Regions from separate parts of the Lactuca sativa genome. Here region 1 is linked to region 2. The links are chromatin contacts, called in public Hi-C maps. All regions are on one chromosome and are shown on one strand. The core of a region is the stretch at or near the end of the contact, and the rest is flanking DNA. Distances in the headings are between cores, read along the strand shown.

Region 1 (6,389 bases), core at 2,880-5,379, 240 kb before region 2:
AATGACTTATTAACGAATCTAAAGCCTCCTCTATTTTCTCTTAACCATTAAAAAGTTGGAATCATTCGGCACTAATACTTATGTTCTATCAAATAACCGAGCTTGCTCCAAGTAAAATGACTTATTCTGGCACTGAAAATAATTTACAATTTTAGTAATAAAAATATAGTTTTATACTTGAAAACATTACAAAAACCTCAAATAACGTCAAAATTTATGTTATACCTTTTTGGGACGAAAATTAAAAACAAGCTAGGACCAAAAATGTAAGCAACTCTAATGAGTACATAAGGCTCAAGTAAAACTATAAAGCCAAACTCGAGTGGTTAACTCAATGAAACTCAAATTTCTAATAAAAGCTCAAACAGTATGCAAAAAAAAAAAAACATGATATGACTCACTAAATAAGAATTATATGTTGGTTGAAAACAATGACATGACATGATCAAAGAAAACACGCACGCTGTAGCTAAATTTGTAACCACACCACCCCTCCCTCGGTCAGCAGCTACTACAGAGTGATGGGGACTTTTGGGGCCATACAAGGATGCTGCCTCTTAACAACTTTTTTGGTTTTAAAATGTGTTCCTGTCAATAAGAATTACAGCCAGCAGCCAGCCACTGTTACCTTGTTGTACAGATTTGGTCAGTAATTGTATACCCTCTTAACAACCAGACAGCATCACCTCACCTGTCCTGTATTACCAGAAACACACTTTCAGCAAGCCTCCTACTTCTCAAATAACTAATAACTAATAACAATACCAATTTAAGTCTTACCCCCACAATACTACAAATACTACATCAGATCAGCATGTAACATCTCGAAATAGCCGTTTTATTTCATCATAAAACCATCTGCACACACAAACAGACAAGGATATGAACATGATGTAATTTATAGAAGAAAGCAATTGAAAAATGGAGACTGATGGACTCACTTGCAAAGAAAAAGAGGTTTTCGTCTATCACTGCCTCGTGCCCTCAAACGATTTCTAACGACGTTTTCTTCAGAGAACTTGCTTGGAGGAAGAACCTCACATGGCCCATCAATCAACCCAGCCAATAATGTGCTTTCATGATTCGATTCATATACCTAAACCAACATACAACTCCCTCATATCATTTATAGCTAACCCTATTATTCATAACCAAATTCCTCCAATAATTAAGCCATGCTCATGCTCATGCTCATGCATGGGTGGATTGGCTGAATGGGTAATAAACTAATCATGTCTGTTTGTCTGGATAAATTGATGTTTGTATTTTGCATACATAAGGTCTGTTTTGTTTCTTTCCTAGACTGACTAAAAAACCCATTTTACCCTTGCATTGCAAAAACCAAGGGGGGAAATAGTTAAGTCAATTCATTCTGTCCAAATTAAGTGAAAAAAGAATTATGTTTACCTCATTGGTTTCTGGTGCACATGGGCGACCAACACCCTCGGGCAAATCATCAGGAAAAAAACACCGAGTCACAGTAACACACTTCTTTTTCGTCTTTTCATCTTCCCACATTTCCTACAACAAACAAAAAACTTACATATAAATAAATATCACATATTATATTATTATTTATTTTTAGTACATAATACTACAGACTCTACTTACTTGTAGTTTATTAGGCAAATATTTATTGCCAGGGGAGCTGAAAAGTGCATAATCCTTTAATGCATATGAAGTTCCATTGATGCAACAAGACTGGTAATATGTTTTTCCATCCATTTCTTTTACCACATCCCCAATCCATTCAACTTCATTCATGGCTATGCTACTCAATAAAGGGTCCTCATTTTCACCAACCACAACATCATGAGTTTCAACTTTTTTAACTGGATCACCTTCTTCACCCTCCTCCTTATTAGCTGAACCATTAACACCAGGTTCTTGTCCACTATCACTATGTGAAACTTCTTGGACATTACTACTGTTAGTGTTTTGAGACTGAGCATCTGTCTTTGTATGATGATTTTCAAAACTAGTAACTGCCTCCAGATTAGCAGGAGCCTGTGGTGCTGACAGCATTGCAAACTTCTCTTCATTTGATCTTTCAACTTCAACCAAACAAGACTTGTCATGTTTCTCATTTTCTACTTCTGTCAGTTTACTGTTGGTTTCACCAGAAGCAGTTTGTGAAACAGAGATCCCATTTGATTTCTTATCTAAACATGGCTGATCTGTTAGAGTATTTGAAGATAACTTTGGTGTACTTATGTTTCTCATAACACGACCATATTTAGGGGGAAGAGGTTTTCCATTGCTTATGGTCAAACACTTTGCACAATGCCATTCCTGCCACTCGCCTCTAGGGATAGATTTTGGGTTACAATGTAGACACCTCAAGTGATACCCTCTTTCACAAGCATCACATACAAGTACAGTATCCACATCATTGATTGTCCCCTTGCACATTTGACAAGTCAAAGCCTTGGTCATGTAATCCCTTGAAGGAGGTGTCCATGTGGGATGATCTGGCAGATGCGGGTGCAGTAACTTTTGAACAATTTTACTAACTTCACTGTGTGTATCCGTGACAGAAGGAGGTTGAATGAAGTTCATACGATGTGGGACATGATTCGTGTTCATAGGAGTAGGTGTTCCTTGAGTGATGAATGGTTTAGATGTAATTACATGACTAGATGAGCCATCTGCCTTTACTTTATCAGATCCAGCTTTAGCAAAAGAAGCAGCTTGAGGCTGCATAGACCATGATGGAGTTTTCCCTGTCATGTGATCTCCAATCACTGCATTTAGGATGCATGGTATGAAAAATGTATGAATCAAGAAACTGAAAAAGAGTAAAAGATAGTACCTTGGGACTGTGACGTATTATAAGAACCATTTGCACCTCCATCTATTCTAAAATGTGGTCTTTCAGCTCGAGGAACTGACAATGAAGAATCTCTTCCCATATGTATGACATTGGAGACACCAGGTCTTACCTCACTTGTGGGCAATTGATAAGGTAAAGCTCGTGTGTTGGATGCAGAAGCATGAACCACGTTTGAAGGATTCTGGAAGCTTCCAGAAGAAACAGGTGTGTGATTTGTTTTATCTGATGGAAACATCCTTACAGAGGCACCACGGTTTTCAGTAGCCCCACTTATGTTTGATTGCAGTCTTGGAGGTGTATACATATTGGAATGTAATGGGAAAACCTCAGACTTTTCCATCTAATGGAAATGCAGAATACAGAAGCTTATATCAGCAAAAAAAGAAAAAAAAAAACATGTGGCAACTATACAACAATATCAAAAACAGGTAAAAAGAAGTTTCAAGGAACTCAATTTTAGCAATTAAAGTAACTTAAAGGAAGAAGCAAATATCAGAATGGAACCTCACCTTTTGCTTTGTAAGCTGCAATTTCTCAGCAATCGACGTCTTTGGAGGCCGAATCCCTAACCTCTGTTCCCTCAATCTATTAAGACCAAGATCCTCAATTACTGACCCAAAAGCATCCCTAGGAAAAATATCTTTTGGAGCAAATTCTTTACAAACATCAGCTAATTTCTCCCTCGCCTCAGCCATCATCTGCACCTCCATCGCCGTTGGCTTCCTACCGCCCCTCATCTTCCCCATAGTAGCCAGCACCAACACAATCTCAGCCACCTTCTTCACATTACTCGCCAGCCCAACATCAATACCTCCTCCTTTAGCCTTCTTAATGCCCGATTCTCTATCAACACCATTCTCCAGCGGTCTCTTCTCACCTACGGTCTCAGATCTCATCTCCGATAGATCCATAGGCTCTCCAACAACCGTATTATCCATCGATCACTGACCCACCACCATAAAACACGTTTTCCTCCGTTTTTTGAAGAAAAACACCGGGAAAACACCAAATTTTCGTCACAAACCTGCATAAAGGATCAAGATTAGATGCCATAAGATGTGGGAAAGGCGAAAGAAACCCTAGAGGGAGGGGGGAGTCGGAAAGGAGAGGGGTTTATGATTTGAAAATAAAATTCGGGAAAAGATCGATTAAATGAAATACCTTTTGGCGGGTTTGTAATCGAATATAATCGGGGTTTTGGTCTTTGGGCGAGGAGTTTGGGGGCCAAAAAAAACTTCGAGCAGGGGAGTCAGGGAGATTGAGAAGAGAAGAGAGAGAGAAATATAAGGTGGGGTTTTCTTCCATTTTATTACTCCCAATTATCGAATACCATTATTAATGTTTAATATTAAAATTATAAATTAAGATTATACTCTTGTATAAAAATAAGATTATATCCCTTAACATAATATACCATTAACGAAAACCAAGTTAATTGATGGTGTATTTGTTTTTTAGAACGACATGTTGATTTTTTATTTGATATAAAATAATTATTTATTGTATACTTTTAATATAACAAAACATGTTATAAAAGATAATGTCTCGATATTTTACTATTTATATAAATCAAATCATTGTCTTTTATTATTTGAAAAAAATATTATTATATGTAAAATTATTTATAAGCAAAATAACATTTTTATATATTATACACTTGTTAAAATTAATTTAACTTAATATATTAAATTATATATTTATAATCACTTTTAATAATAAAACCAAAATGTTAGTTATCAATAACTCCAATTATTTTACATAAATACTAAAGGATTGGTTATTCATGACTTAATATTACAGTAATCGCATACAAATTGTTTCTAAGACCATCCACATGGGTCTTATATTGCAATGAAATTGGTTTTCCTATGATTTTTTGTAATTTTTTTTATAACAATGTAATTAATAACATTTTTTTCAAAAATGTTCTCAACACATCAACACCTTTTATATATTTTAACAAAATATCTCAACTATTAATAATTAATAATTGTTCAATAATAAGTTAACATAAAGATAGTTATTTATAGTTCAAATAAATTTCCAATTTTAAAATACATAATAAATAATTAATTTAGTTTAATGATTAGTGAGTATGGAAATAACAAAACATGAATCACAAAACAAACATTAAGTTGATTTTTGTTTCTTTGTCTCGAATCGGTTTCAAATCTCTTCACACATTTCACTTCTTATTAATGTCTTTGTATAACTTCGAAGATAGCTTTCATATTCGGGAAAACAAATTTAAGAAGTTTTAGGAAAAAATATATTAAAATTAGATTATATGTATAATCAAGTGAATGAATATATAAATGTCACACCCCAAAACCGATAACGGCGGAAACGTTCTGGGGCGGAGGACGTCATGTAAAGTATCACAACACAGTATAACAGTAAATAAGCAAACAACATCATCCATTGCATTAAATATATAATTTTAATATAAGTGTGTTCCGTACAGTTATAGACGCCAAAAAGTAAATCAAAATAATAAGATGAGTCTTGGATGCGCTCCATCATCTCAAAAGCTGGCCTCGGTACCTGTCTACTGATGACCTGAGAATACAAGTTATTTTGAAAGAGTTTATCAGCATTAAGCTGGTGAGTTCATAAGTATTTTAGTGTCAGTGTTTGTATCAAAACGTTTGAACGTGGTTTTAAGTATGAGTTTGTAAACATTGGTAATAAAAGTATGTGAATGTTTGTAAGTGTTTGTAAAAGTTTGAATCTCTCAGAAAAACCTATATTTTCTATTAAAAGTAGCCTTCTAACAAGGCGTAACTGTTTTGTATGTTCGTTTGTTGTAAAAGTGTGTAATTTTCCCAAGTGTAACTATTATTAACAAAATATAGTTTGTACATTAATGTTTAAGTGAAATGATCACTAAATGTATGTAAAGGGTAAATTATTGTAGTACTATAGTGTTGTATTATAGGAACTATTGCTGTACTAACTACCTTAAACCGGATTTATATTAAGGTATCATGTGATTAATTGTACCATACTATCGACTAAGTAACACGACAAATGTAGGTCATAAAAAAGTATGACGTTTGGCACCCGCAAACCTGCAGGTCCGGCTGTAGCTAGCAGCAAGGTGTAGGATAGTCAATCCAATATAGATCTATACGCAAACTCACGCTCTCCCTTCAAGAGACTCTGGCTACAACTCGGACCATGAAATTGAAGGCATGCTCCGATATAGTGGATCACAATTATGTAAATGTATTCATGTATATGTAATGTATTGTTAATCGTTTTACGTGTGCTAGCTGTAATGTGTGTTCTCTCTCTATCTAGCAGGTATAGTAATGTACTGTGAGTACTAGTTGTAATGTATGTTCTCTTTATCTAGCAAGTATTGAATCATGAATGAACTGACTCATTGTATGATATCGCGTTCTAGTAATAGTTCTAGTCTCTTCCTAAACTACCCATATGGTAGCTTACTAATAATGAAACTGGTACGTATGAACATGGATGTATACCCTTGCTACCCAAGGGCATTGGATGAACTGGAAGGACCTTTATGACTATATATGTACATATGATA
Region 2 (6,071 bases), core at 2,503-5,002:
AAGCGAGGGCATTCCTTCTAGTTACAATTTATGATGATTATAAAACAACACATTATTTATTGAATTAAATCAATATTAAACACAAAATTTGTAACGGAAATTGTGTTTAATTTTCTATTTTAATTCAATTTTAAACAAAAAATTAACAAAATAAGAATTTTGTTTAATTTAATTGTTTAACCATTCAACCACTCTAAACACTGGTGCTTAATTTCCTATCCATTTTCTCCAACACTGCAGACTTGTATTTATTTGATGTTGGTCTCCAAATGTACAACTAGATTATAGCATTTACAACATAAATTCTAATAAAATACTATTGCAATATATATACAAAGACTCTATTATCCCGAGACTTTTTGTCGTGACATCTTGATCACAAACACTGTTGTAATTGTAACGATACACATTTACAAGAATGTTTAATTTTTATTCATAATAAAATCGATGAGGAATGTAGTCATCATATGCACGTGCAATATCACTACAAACAAGGATTTTTGAATCATGATAGATAATCGAAGCATTCTGAAGCTCATATCCATGGAAATCAGGTAACGAGTAGCCTACCCTTAGACGCAAATTTACAACCGGTACAATGATCGATTTCAGAAGCCTTGACATCACAGACTGCAAAAATTCCAAAACATTTTAATTGAAATACAAAAGTCACAAATATACATATATATTTTTTAAACAATGAAGAATGATATCAAGACCCCATTTACAGTGTTAAGATGAATGTACCTGAACAAGAAGCATATGCAGGGTGCCAATTTTACTCCATTTCAGAGACATTGTGAGTTTGCTTAAGCTAATGCCACCATTAAGAGTGGTCGATATGATCCCAGCAAATCCAGAAGCTTCAATCTCCTGTAAAAATTAAAAATACCATCCATATGAGTCGATGAATTCAACTCTTTTTAAAACAAACATTACATTACAGTGATTTAAAGTTGACATACCATAGAGATACATGCAACTGGAATAACTTCACCAGCATCCACAACATTGATAAAAACATCCGAGTTTACTGTAGCAACAATACCCTGATTTTGGATTTGTATGAGTGGAGGTGACAATACAGTGAAATTGAAGCTCATGTCATCATTCGGGTATTCTTTATACAACTTTGGAATTATAAATCTCCATTCGGCAGTGTTCAATATCTTCTGATCCGGTAAGTTATCAACAACCCAATACATCTTCTTTGACTGAAACAAGAACATATACAACTAGTGAGAGTAGGAAAAACACAAGGACCCAATATGCATATCTCTTCAAAGTACGAGGGCTTACATTGAAGTAAACCGTTGATGCTGAGTTAAGAACGTTTTCGTGTACTGAAATTCCAACCATCTTCTCTGAGTTACTACACGACCCTGTTCCTGTTCCTGTTGATGGTAAATTGTTGGTGTAATGACCCACCAAAGTTGCTTTCGGGTCAATTTGTGTAAATAAGCCATTGATGCCAATGAGAAGAGAAGTAGTGGTCATGGTGGGGCCCTCCGTGATGGTGACATTTAAAGCAGTGATATTGCCAAAACTGATTTCTTTTGGGAATGTTTGAAAAACTGAATCCAGTTTTATCACTGCATCCGTGACTTTGTTGGTGATGGTATCTTCAACTGCTGATACTATGTCATCTTCAAAATAATCAACTATTCTGCAAAAAGGATAATATGAGAGAGGTCAATAAAACAAAGTTAAGACTTTCCAAAACATCCTACTTGCCTTTTCTTTCAACCATACTTGTTGCAAAAATACAAAATCAACATCATACTTGGCAAGAATGCACGATAATGGACAAAATGCCACGGATGATTCTTCGTTGCATTTTATACAAATTGCAGAAAATGGCAACCTAATTTAGCCTTGCTATCAATATACATCTAGACAAAATAATCATTACTAATGGCAAAATTTTGCAAAAGGGAAAGCATTTCTGATTCTATTAGCATACAATTACAAACACATGAATAGAGTAATGTTATGAATGATCTTGAAATTGTAACAAATAAAAAGGATAATACCCTTGATAAAGCCAAGATGCCCCTCCATCTAACTTAATGGAGATATAACTAACATAGCATCCACAGTCTTCAGGAGACAATCTGAGAGTCCCTTGTTGGTTCTTTAAACCAAGAGTCATCCCTATTTCCATACCTTCAACCTTAACACGCACACTATTCATTAGCTAGCTTCCTACTAAACAAGAAAAGAAAAAAAAGAGGCAGTGTAGATTTAATAAAAGCAAGAGCAACCCCACAAACAATAATGTTAGCATTCTAAAGGTATATAACTACTTTTACTCTTCTTGGATAGTCAGTTTTGTATTAGCATCAAGCCCACTATTCAAAAGGGTTAATTGCAACAATATTTCACCTTTCCATCAAGTGGTTTTTTACATGAACTATGTTTGAATTTAGTACCAAAAATATGCAACATCTTACTGTTTTATTTTTTCATTTAAACACTTAAGTGGATACATATTGATGTTCTCTTTAAACCCATATGAATTATTTTGTCGATTATGACAACAGAAGATTCTTCTTATAAGTCAAAATGCTTCACAGTTAAGCTACACCATAATCTTAATGAGGTGTTTGTGAACAGATAATAAACTAACCGATGAAACATGTTGCAAGTAAGATGTTAGTATATATTGACAACAAAATGAAACGTGCTTGCATACTTCATGTAAAAAAACCATTGTTTCATAAACCTGGAAAAGGGTAAAAGAGTGTGCATAAATAAGCATTTGGCAGCTTCAAAACTAGTTGTTTCACCTTTAAAGCAGTAGGTTATTAAGCACTAAAAACCTCATATAATCAGTTCAGTTTTGAGATGCATAACTAAACACCCCTTGAACTACAACAAATAGTACAAACCAAAACTAGTAAATTCACCTAAAGCCAAGAAGCGAATTCAAACCAATTTTGCTGCAATATCTACCTGAACATAGGCGACCCCACTATCGGAAAACTCAAACAACCAAGTGCTATAAGAATAACTCCATTCGAAACTCAAATTCGCAGTCGCACCAGACGCAACTATGGTAACACCCATCTCCCCAGGTTGAACAATCGAGGTGGGAACGTTAACCTGATATATAACAATATCCGACAGAACCATACGAACTTTACCCACAAGTGGGATTTGAACATTTTGTTCGATTTTGGGCAATTGAAGAGGAATCAAAGATGAAATCGCAGTGTTTATCAGTAAATCCTTAGCAAATTCAAGACCCTTTTCAGAAATACCAAAAGATATATACCCATCTTCACCTGATTCAACATGCGTAGATGAAGAAATCAACAACAAGGGTATCACGAAGATGATAAAAACTCTTCGACTCATGATTCATGAAGAATTCAGATAAAACTGAAAGGATAGATTGAATTTACAAAACTGTTTTTTTTTAAGTCAAATCAACTTGTTTGTCTAGTTTAGTTTGAAGAAAATGAGCCACACCGTCCTAGAGCTGGAGTTACGTTCAAACGTGATGTTCACCATGGGATCTGACACAGGCCATAAATGGCGTCAATATCGAACATGGATAAACATTTGCAAACAATCAACCAAATCAGCGATATACGTTACCTACTTTTGTACGTATATTCGAGACGATACTGTTGACTTCGTGGATTAATAATAGATGTATAAATCTATAAGACAAGGAATAACACCGTATTATTCGCACTAAGTTAGGATATTTGATAAGTGGTAGAAAAGGAATAACAAGGTTTAGGATTTAGATTTAATATATGGAGATATCATTTTAAAAAAAGGGTTAATGTCACTTAAACTCGACCAGCTATTAGTTTTGGTTTTATTTAGTCTATTATTGTTTTTTTTTTTAATTAGGCCAATATTCCATTTTTGTTGGTTTTATAGGATAACAAAGTGACGCAGCAAAATTGGTTCAAGCCATAGATATGGGGGATATGAGTACTTAATGTCTCATGATCCAAACTCATGGTGTCCTACATACTTCAGTCAACGTAAATATATCATTTTCCATTTTCATTTTTACAATTAATAACTAACTTGTCCATTCTTCCACAGATAGAGCATGTGAGGCTTTAGAAAACGGTATTAGTGAAAGTTCCAATACATACATACACATACACATCCATCACAATTATTTTGCAACATTGACAAAATAATTAAAAATGGACCACAAGTTTAATTAATTTACCAAAACAGGAAAATCATTAACCTAGGTGATCTTATGAACTGGTAATAACTTGTAAGAACGACAAAGGTAACAATTTTAGCAATAAACAATGGGATTAATATAATAAATAAATAAACAAGATAGATGACCTAAATCATCTTACAAAGTCAATCCCATGTTGCACACACATATCACCAAGACAGATTACAAGATCTAAATGTTCCAAGTTGTATCTTTTTACCAATTTATTTATAAGAAGCTATCATGTTCTAATTTGCTATAACAAACCGAAACATGTGAGGATAAATTGGTAAAGAGTGTTGTAAGTTGGATGCATAAACAAGTGTAATGTAAACAGAAAAAGACAGATTTATAATGCCACAACTTGAGTATGGCAGAGTTTAGTTTAGTTTGGTTTGAAGCAGCATATGATATGATATGGTTTGTGGCAGTTTTGTAAATCTGTATGGTGTTGTAATTAATGACACACCTTTTGTGTACATGATGTGATGATGATGCACAAATAATGGTAATGGGTACACAATACAAAATCTAACACACATTAACAGTAACACTAACTACTATTTCTTAACAAACACTCACTCGTGAGATGAATCCACCACACCAAACCACTGCCCAATCTGTCAGCAGATCCGCTGGTTTCATGACCAAAACTATCTTCTCTTCTTCTTCTTCTTCTTCTTCATTGCAAAATATACAATCAATCATCTTCTTCCTTCCTTCTTTCCTAGTAAGTAAATGCATACCAGACCCAACAGATAATGGAGATTCATGGATTCCAGTAATCATATTCATATCTCATACAAAGTAATCTGGTGGTGGTTTTTTAGCCGGGGCGCCTCTTGATTCCTGTATTTCAATATCACCATATTCATTTATTCCAAAAATAAGGCCGTGTTTAATGGAAATTGATGGAATCAGAATTCATTCCAGATTCCATTCCATGGGGTTGCCAATTACACGCACGGAATACACTCTGTCGGAATCCTTCAAATTTCCTTGGTTTATTACAAGACTAAAATACCCTCATTATAATTATAATATATATATATATATATATATATATATATATATATATATATATATATATATATATAATAACCAAAAAAAATATTTAGATATAAATAAACATATTTTAAAATTAAAATTGAATTTTCATTGCCAAATGCATGATGGATTATGATTCCATCAAATTCCAATTCCTTTGACAGATCACATTCATTCCAATAACAGATGGAATGAAACAACGAAGAAATGGTATGAACAAGGTAATGTAATCATGTTTGATTTGTTGTAGGAATGGAATAAATTTTTGGGGTTTTTTAAAATCATGAAATGATTTAAAAAGAAAAACAGCTTTTACTTAAGGAATGAAAACTTAAAAAATGGTTCATTCCATTCCCTCCCTGATTGATTTCATCATACCAAACACTAACATGATAATATTCTGTAGTAGTGATTCGTATAGTCATCATTAGGGGCATAAATATTATTAAATGGCATGGCAGCATTTTGAATATTATTGATAAAGCAGAAGCAGAAGCAGAAGCAGAAGACAAACCTGTGGAGCTGCTTTAAATACTCGGAACTGTTTGTTAAGATTCTCATCCAGTTCAAGAATAGCAGCCACATTACCACACCTGTGGAAGCGTAAAAAATGAATTAGGAAAAGTAGGGAGCGGAGATAGACGAAGCAAAAGAAAGGGTTTTATTACCTGTAACAGTAATTTGGGGCTGACCAGACAGTAACAATCTGGTTGTTAAACATCCATTTAAAACCTTCCATTACCAATTGATGTGCACGACAAATGTAATCGATGTTATTGGTGTGGTTAAAAGAAGTAACAACACTGCCACCAAACAAGAAACC

What was found. A called contact is a pair of places that touch in the nucleus more often than the background predicts.
Region 1: a Hi-C map of seed shows a contact between it and region 2, with 3 times the contacts expected there. The contact joins the promoter of LOC111899608 here to the promoter of LOC111889635 in region 2. A contact is called at or near these places in 2 of 4 Hi-C or Micro-C datasets (leaf and seed).

What each region holds. Positions count from the first base shown.
Region 1 is chr5:6,251,455-6,257,843 of Lsat_Salinas_v11, reverse strand. It overlaps LOC111899608, which reads right to left and starts at 4,129. Exons shown (of 8, transcript XM_023895443.3): 1 at 3,995-4,129; 2 at 3,343-3,857; 3 at 2,813-3,173; 4 at 1,612-2,723; 5 at 1,408-1,521; 6 at 942-1,096; 7 at 781-858; 8 at 327-696. The coding sequence starts at 3,771. The coding sequence ends at 810.
Region 2 is chr5:6,011,646-6,017,716 of Lsat_Salinas_v11, reverse strand. LOC111889635 (putative BPI/LBP family protein At1g04970) reads right to left here and starts at 3,752. Exons shown (of 7, transcript XM_023885781.2): 1 at 3,608-3,752; 2 at 2,956-3,521; 3 at 2,034-2,173; 4 at 1,300-1,666; 5 at 966-1,214; 6 at 748-873; 7 at 291-630. The coding sequence starts at 3,360. The coding sequence ends at 430. It overlaps LOC111889636 (serine/threonine-protein phosphatase PP-X isozyme 2), which reads right to left. Exons shown (of 8, transcript XM_023885782.2): 6 at 5,917-6,071; 7 at 5,763-5,841; 8 at 4,633-5,050. The coding sequence ends at 5,000.